Linked DNA regions of Capsicum annuum: region 2 is linked to region 1. A link is a contact called in public Hi-C data. All regions are on one chromosome and are shown on one strand. The core of a region is the stretch at or near the end of the contact, and the rest is flanking DNA. Distances in the headings are between cores, read along the strand shown. Region 1 holds the start of LOC107863973 (protease Do-like 2, chloroplastic). Region 2 has its middle 24 kb from the start of LOC107866394.

Evidence for each region. A called contact is a pair of places that touch in the nucleus more often than the background predicts.
Region 2: a Hi-C map of bud shows a contact between it and region 1, with 2.1 times the contacts expected there. The contact joins the enhancer-like site here to the promoter of LOC107863973 in region 1. A contact is called at or near these places in 3 of 5 Hi-C or Micro-C datasets (bud, leaf and placenta).

Annotation. Positions count from the first base shown.
Region 1 is chr3:34,162,504-34,166,998 of UCD10Xv1.1, reverse strand. It overlaps LOC107863973 (protease Do-like 2, chloroplastic), which reads left to right and starts at 1,810. Exons shown (of 21, transcript XM_047409284.1): 1 at 1,810-2,106; 2 at 3,381-3,560; 3 at 4,127-4,177. The coding sequence starts at 1,966.
Region 2 is chr3:34,204,107-34,208,601 of UCD10Xv1.1, reverse strand. It overlaps the pseudogene LOC107863972. Among protein-coding and RNA genes, the nearest start is that of LOC107866394, 24 kb to the left of the region's middle. Within about 2 kb of position 2,106, at least 5 of the 5 cell types and tissues checked have an H3K27ac peak or open chromatin away from gene starts, as enhancers often do. A contact at or near this core is called in bud and leaf, where this site is marked.

The sequences.
Region 1 (4,495 bases), core at 561-3,060:
TCTCAAGAACACCAACAAAACTCTCAATATTCACAACTTCATATCTTCTTCATTGCAACTCCAAATTCAATAAAATTTTCACCTACATATTTCTTTCAACGCCACGAACAAATTTCACTAATATTTAGCCTTTAATTTCAAGCCAAAAATAAACTCACTTTTTAAAATCCACAAAGTTTCAAACCCTTCACTGATAGCTTCAATTCTACACCTCAAAATCGCACGAAAGTCGAGATTTAGGCTAAAAATATACAAGGAAATCAAGATCTAGTGTCAAATAAACAAATAAAAAAAAGTTTATTTTTTTTTGAAATTTTTGGAAGATAATTTTTTTTTTGAGATTTTTTAAGAGGTCAAAATCCCAAGATTAAGATTTGTGGAAACAAACCTTAACCTAGGCCTTTGTTACCAAAATGATAAGAATCGAAAGAGGGAAAACAAGAAAAAGAGAAGACAAAAAAAAATAAATAAATATTTGGAGTAGTATCTAAGTGTTGAAATTATGGGCAACAAGGGACTTGATACCCTCTCCTCTCAATTAATTTCAACACTCAAAACACAAATTCAAACTTGAACAATCAATGAAACTGAACCACAAATGGGTAATTCTTCCATTAATCAAATCAAAAGTTCACTAACAATTTCAAAATCAACACTAATTAACCCACTAACTACACTAATTACTTCACTAATTTCTTTAAGGGAATTTACTAAGAAAATATAATTTCTCAAAAATGTCAATATTCATCAAAACTCCCATGCAAAATAAGGAAATGTCCTCAAGAAGATAAAATGACAATTTGTTTTTACAAATATGTCCTTAATAAAAGGACTTTGTTTCACTCTCTTCTCTTCTCCTTCTTCACATCGATTCACCTTTCATAAATTGAATGCCTTCCTTTGACACCCTTCAAGTTCCTCTAAGCCTTTTTCCTAGCAAACATGTTTTGAAAATCTTGAAGCTTTTTTGCTCTAATACGAGTAAATGATTTTGAAGGATCCACGCTAGTATCACTAAACATGAGACTTCATTGAAAAAAACCTCAATTCATAGATTAAAAACTCTAATCCACCATGTGCAAAATTTTGAATACTTAAGAAAAGAAAAATTCACGAAAAGTACAAGCACATGAGCATAATACTCTATTGCAAATGGGAGGACTTCAAACTATACATAATATCTTACAAAGTTTTTCTTTTTAAATCACTTTGCAAAACATATACAATTAGCATAATATTGGCGCATTTAAACAAATTCAACACAAAAAACCTAATCGCAATCTAAAAACACTACAATATTAAATCAATACTACAAACCTTTAACGATGCAGAACCTCCGAAAGCAAAGAAACTAAATAAACTAAAGGATTCACGCTGGATAGCTACAATCTATGGTCGGAGATTGAAGGACCACAATATGATAATGGAGAACAATGATCGGAGGAGGGAAAAGATGAAAAAAATCACGATGAAAAATGAAGAGTACAAAAAGGAGAAAATTTGGCTAATAGGCCATTTAACCAAAAATTCCTACGAAAAGGACAAGAATGTCTTGCTCAACAAATTTGAAACATAAAAGCGAAACAATGCAAGAGAAAATCAAATTAAAGATAATTATCAATTGATTGAGTTTTTTAACTGAATTATTATTAATTATCTATCAATATATAATTTTTTTTAAAAATATTTAATACCCAAATTATTCATTGTATACTTTTTATTTGAGATATATTTTAATAAGTAATAAGTGATATTTAGGTTAAAAAAACTCAAATCCTTGATAATTTGGATCTAAAGCTAAAAAAATCAATTAAGTTAGGGATATGTGTTTGACAGCATAATGAAACTCAAAAGGGTTGCGAATAAGTAGAGTAGTTTAGGATAAGGAAACACTACATTTTCCTGTTATTAGTCTTCACTCTTCACTGGTTGTCCAATTGCATTTGGTGCATTAGTTAGTAATAGATGGCAGTTGCAGCTGCAGCTTGTTGGTTCACTGCCGGCACTTCATTCTCCTCTTTAACATCTCACCGCCTGTCCTCTTCGTCTTCTTTATTTATTCCTAAAGCTTTACATCAAAATTCATCATTTCATTCCCCTTCTCAGGTAAATTTATTGCTACATACTTTCATTTTTTTCTCTATTAATACTTGTTTAATTTTAATTTCAGTTGTTCCAAATCTCGGTTCTTTTTATTGCTTTTCTGACAGTTCACTTTTAGAAAATGCCCACATATTAGTTTATGATTTGACATTAGTCCCTTTTGTTCTTTCCATTGGTGTTCAAGACAGTAGTACCAAGTTTACGTTTACAATTACTAATATCATAAATTCCAAGACCTCAGAGGTGAATCTAGCATTTATAGAACATGGTGCAGCCACTAAAACAACAACAAAAAATAAATGCATAAATGGGAATTGATCCCCAACATTCAATCAAATGCACCATTTTAGCCTTCTTGTAGCATGGATGAGATGACATCAGATAATATTATATCAATTTTAGATAATATATACATAAAACACCTAGCTTATGGAGAGTCACGTGCCCCACAATTTACCATATAAATTCACCACTGGTCGAGGCTAAGTTGTGCGGACTCTTCACCTTCGATGCGCACTCGTGTCGGATTCTCCAAAATTCTCCAAGTATACACTACTTTTGGAGAACCCAACATCCACATCCCCCTGCTGACATTTTGAAGGGTCCGAGCAACACAGGCTCGAGGTTAGTGCTAAAAATGACAAATGAAGAGAAGTTCAAGATTTTGGGTTCAATGGATTTTTGTAAGAAAGCACACAAATGCTTTTATTGCTATTTGCTAGGTAGTAGACACCAGTGGTGGAACCAGTATTTTCATTAAGGGGGTTCAAAATATAAAAAAATTAAACACACGAAGCAATCAAGGGGATCTAGTATTTGTTATATATACGTAAAATTAATTTTGACCTTATATTTATAGTGTGAATTTTCAACGAACTTGCTGTACCCTGGTTCCGCTCCTGGTTGACACTAGAAAGATATAAGCATAGGATGTGACATGACTATATTCTCCAATATCCAAATGTGAAGGACTATAGCTGATAGAAAGATTATAAGATATCTAGGGAAGTTGGGATTCACAAATTATACTCTCACTTGGATGAAAAAGGTATAACCCGTGAAGGATTTTTGTGAAGGAAACACACAATTGTTGTTGTTGTTAGTTCCTCCCATGTAAATTTGATGATTCATACAGACTGAATTGCTCTTATGTGTTCATGTTTTCAATATATATGGCAGTGCCGCATGTCACATTAATGTGTTATAATTTAGAAAAAGGTATTTTTCTTTTTGTTCATGAGTAAAGATTTTAGCTAACAAGCAAAGGATGGATTCAGAAAGCAGTTGGTAAACAGAACTTCCGATGGAGATCAAAAGATGAAAGGCATTTAGCAAATAAAGATGGCAGAAGCAACAAAAATGAAACGGGACAATCTCAATTAACTGCATTTAAATCGTCTGGTCTTCAGAGGAAAGGAGTAGGGAAGGGAGCTCCATTTGAGTCAAAGGAGCTGCAGGTACGTTGACAGTCGTAATACCTCTTCTGTTTCTGTTGTCTTTGTGTCTGTTTTTATTTCTCATTCATGAGAGAGTTGTTAAGAAGAAATAGCAGGGTGACAAGGGAAGGATGGTGGTGGTGGGGCTGTTGAGAACCTGAAAAGCCTTTTTATTCTTCTCATGCTTTGATTCTTCCATACTTTGATCACACTGTGATGTTCTAGATCTGCACGTAGGAGTCATTAATTTGCCTGGTTGGATACCATATGCATTTTCTTCTGCTTTTTGCTTTTGTTTTGTCCTTTGGCAGTGCTAGAAGACAGCAGCAATATTCTTGAGATTGATTTTTCTAGTTATTGGACTGTTCTCAGGCATAGGATCAAAGTTCACTTGGATGTTGATACTTCAATTTTCTTTCCATTTTAGCTTCTATTCACCTGTTTTTTTCATCCTTAATAGTTATATCATTGATTATATTGTTTTGGTGCAGGTAAGTCCTTTCCACTTTGTCATGTCCCAGAAAAGAAGTTACATGTTGTCTTTAGTTGTTCTATACCACTTTATCTAAGTTGATTTTCTTTTCCAGGTTGAAACTGGTATCATTGAAGATGCAGCTTTTCTTAATGCAGTTGTGAAGGTAAGTATGTGGTTAAATGACAAATATTTATACGCTCATTTCTTTTTGAGGCCTCTTCTTTGAAGCTCATATTTCTTTTTTACTTTGCTCATTGATTTACTGATTTTTATCCTTTTTCTCCCTTTATAAGATTATTATTTATTGAGAGTTAAACCTTTAACTCCCACCCACATTCTATAGTGACCCTTACTACTAAAACCCGTAGCAAACTGTTGATCTTAGCTCATCCTCGCTCAGTGATCTCTCCAGTGCTGCTTTTAAAATTGAGACTAAATTCCTGTTATCTGATGCCCAAGCCATATCTGGTTATGTACATCT
Region 2 (4,495 bases), core at 857-3,356, 41 kb before region 1:
TTTGAATGAATTAAAATTATGAAGAGGCTTCATCATTATGTTTTTTTATTGTTAGAAAAAACAACAGGTATTTTGTAGCGAGACCTCTATTATGGCCTTTTTATGGACAAATCAATTACATCTAAAGATGGTGTGAAGTATTACGCTCCAAACCAGTCTGCACGGTAGTTTGGCATAACACAGGTCGTGCCTCTCCCTCCTAATTGGCTGTCTGCCAATATATCATCACTTGGCACAATAATTTTCTGTTTAGTAAATGATATCCAAAAAAGTGGATTCAAGGTTTGTCCAATTGAAGGAAAAATTTTCATTTGTCAATTTTGATGGCAATCCTAAATGTATTCCATCGTTTAAGTCATGTTGGTCGAATTATATAGGTAAAACTTGAACTAAATCGTCTGATGAAATCCATGCTAGAATTTTTTCAGATATTCATGTACCTGCAAGTTTGATGCGACAAAAGACTTCCAAGCCAGAGATTTTAGAATACAATGCACAGATTACTGAAGAACAAGCAACTAAAAAAAGGGGAAACATAGGTATGATGATAAGCTTAAACAACTATGTATGGTAAAATCATTACATTCTATATATACTTTTGCCTTTAATTGGTTCTTGTTGTCCGTAAAAGATTGCCAAATTCAATATCTTGGATATATTTGATTACTTTCCATCTCATAAAGAAACTTGTTCACATTTCTTTAAATGTTTGTATATTTTTTTTCTCTTTCTTGAAAACTCTATTTCACAGCAACAAAAGTTTTGAAGTGAAAAAGAAAAACGAGAGGCATTCTAGGAAGGTAGAGAGGGAAAGGAACAGATTCCTGGATGTAAGTTGAACCCTTGAAGCCAAAGTTTATGTTTTCTTTAACTCATTATATTTGCTACTTTTGTGGGTCAATATCTACTCTTTAATAGAACAAAAGGAAAATATTGTCCATCACTATATGTTACCAGAGATGTTACATTTTATGTCCTAACTTGTCGAAAGTTGGAAGTGAAATGGTTGAGGTCCTTATTCAAACCAGGAGGTGATGGGTTCAAGCCGTGGAAATAGCTTCGGGCAAGGTAAGGCTGAGCACAAATAGATCCTGTGGTCTGACCCTTCCGCGGACCAAAATTAAGACTTTTTTATACCAGTCTGAATATGAAACAAAAGGAGAAGAAAAATATAAAACTTATAGCTTTGAGGTAAAGAGTCAATGACCTTGAACTACTATTTGAGTCTCTATAGGTTTCTTGACGTGGATGTAGAAAAAACGAAACTTCTGCTGGTCAAATCTAGTCCCAACAGTACCCATCATTCTATCCATAACCTTATCAACAAAATTTAAACCACCCACCTCCTCAATCTCACTCTTATTTTCAATCCCATAACCCCTTAATATCCCATCTATTAGAGCCTGCGAGACTCTAACCACAGAATTGGTAAATTCCTCAGATCTTGTAATTTTAGATAAATGCTTCAAACTCCTAGGAAGTTCATCAAAATTAGACTGCAAAACCTCCTGTAAATCCTTAGACACAACACTAACAGCTTTAGAAGAATCAGAAACCCATAATTTAGAAACCCAAAAAACTAAACGCACGCCAAATTCAAGGAAAAACATAACACCCACAATCAAAATTAGAGAAATTAACAACAAATGTAGCTAAAATATAGAAAACCCACAAGCAAGTAATCTCAAAAGAACAATGATACATACAATTAGTGAAAACCCCACAAACGGAGCAGGAAAAACGGGGGTCCAAAAGACGTTAATTTTCACTAATTGCAAAAATCAACAGAACATACATACCTCAAACAAAATTAGCCCTAATTTTCTTCTTTTTCCAAGAAAATACCGGCAGCTCAGTACCGGCACTGGCAGCTTCCAAGAAATTCAAATGTTGAAATCGCACTTTTACAGCCGTCGTTTAAGTGTTGAAATGTTTAAGTGAATGAGCATATTGGATCAGAGTAGGTTTAAATGTTGAAATATTTTAGTATTAAAATATTTTCTTATTGGCGGACTTGATAAAATTTTCCTTATAAGTGTTGCAATAGTTTCTTTTATTTATCTATTGCAACACTTAATGTCTAAGGCAGCGATTATAGTGTTAAGTTGTAGCTAACAGAATAATTATTTTCGGCAACGCTTGCAACCGTTGCAATAGACCACCTATTGCAACGCTTGTTTAACCGTCGCCAAAAAATTCGTTGCCATAGGGGTAATTTCCATTAGTGTATATCTCTATCTTTATCTCTATGTTTATCTCTCTCTAATCTCTATCTTTATCTCTATCTCTATCTCTAATCTCTATTTCTAATATCAATCTCTAATATTTATCTCTAATATATTAAAGATGTGAAGGTTGTTAGAAATATCGATTGAAATTTTTTCCCTTAATTAAAAGTCTCCGCTTTAGACAAAATCGCCTGTTCAATTTTTTTCTTGACTAATTAATTGACTATTTATTTAAAAATTAAAATGTGTTCAAATATATGATAAATTAATGTTAGTAATTTTCTTTTTCCTTATGTAAATAAAAAATGAATCTTAAAATAAAATAAATGGTAACAAAAATCCTATAAGTTGATTCACTTTAGGATCAATACAAAATTAGAGGTTCAATTACTTGAACCTATATGCATGATGCCCACTTTGTAAATATGTTGTTTCTCAGCAAAGTCCGGCAGAGAATCATTAGAAAGGACTTCTAAATTAAGTAAAATTAAGACCTCCTATGATATATGGTAAGAGAAAAATATAAAATTAAGTACTCCTAAAATATATGAAAAGAATTAGATATTTATTTTAAATATTAAGAGAATTATCACACGCACACACCAGACAAAATATATTCTCTCATTCATAGACAAAAAGAAGAGGATATAAGCATAAATACATAGCCCATGTCTTTATGAATATCTTCAAGCTATAGATCCAAAGTTGAGTAGTTATTTCAGTAGAACCGGTTGTTTCTGACGATTCCGTAGATAAAGTAATCAACGAAGAAAGACATGGTCAGTAATGATTTGAGTGCATCGATAATTTTTAAAAGAACAATCATTACACCTATGTGGTAGGTAATTTTCATGCACACATACACGTGATTACAATGCGTACAAAATATATGCTCACATTTATGGTCAAAAAGGAAGGGGACCTTAGAGTAATTGGTAAGGTTACTGTCATGTGACCAGGAGATCGTGGGTTCAAGCTATGAAAATAGTCTCTGGTAGAAATTCAAGGTAAGGTTGCGTACAATACACTCTTGTGGTGGGGCTCTTCTCCGAACTCTAGACACAGCGGAAGCTTTAGTACACTGGGCGATCTCTTTTTTATTTATGGTAAAAAAGAAGAGGCTACAAGCACAATTATAGAGAATAACTGGAGGAAATTAAAAAATTTTAAGAGAACAATTTTGACAACTGCAAATTATTTGTTGTTAATCACCAAAAGGAAAGTATATTTGTTTTTTTGTTTGGCTAAATTCTACTTTTTCATAGAATTGAGTGAGAGAGAAAAGCAATTCAGATGTGAAGGTGTAGACCAATTTTACAATATTCAAGTCTTTTTATATTTAAAGAAAAAGTCATTACTGAATTATCGAGTAGACGATGGAATTGAAAGATTAATCAAATCCAATAGTGACTCGCTGAAGACACACATGAATGAGTTAGCGGGAATAGTGAATGCACAAGTTATACTATAAATTTACGAATTAAAACTTTCATAATGAAATGGTAAATTATTTCTTTCTATATTTAACTTCTTGTGGTTAAATTTTTTTGATTGTTGTTGTTGGACAATATTTTGAGACTGAAAAATAATAATTGAGACAAGAAAAATATTGCAATAATCATTTTATTAATTCTAGAAAATGAGTGTTACAATCTCTATGAATCCTCCGATTCACCTTTTCAAATATAAATTCAAGGGCTTCAAGCTTGAACTTGATTTAAGCATTTGATGGATTTGATCTTGACTTGTTCTTGAATTCCAGGGCTTTTGATTTTGTTCTTGAACCTTGCAGTCTTGATCTTGTATCTTGATGAACTGGATTTGAATGCTTGAGCTTTGTAGAGAAATTGCAACCTTTGATCCACGAGTTTTCTCTTGTTTCTTGTTAGAGTTCTTCGTTCCTTTTTTTGAATTATGAGACCCCTATTTATAGTTGTAGAAACGGAAGAATCATGTTGAAGAGGGACTTCCTTTGTCCAATCAAATTCAAGTGGTGTGACGCCTTTTATGGGCTTTTGATTTTACCAGGCATGCTGCATCATTTTGTCATGTTGCATGGTCCTATTGACTTCTTCATTTGACTTGACATGCCACGTCATCTGACACATGTCACTCCTTTGGGTCTCTAGAATATGATAATATCTTGGGCTTAGCAAAGTGGGCTCATCATTTGTAGCCCAAATCAATGGGTTAGCCCAATAAAAATAGGACTCTAATTAAATCTATACATGTTTGGACTTAAATAGTTAATCCAATTATATTTATCC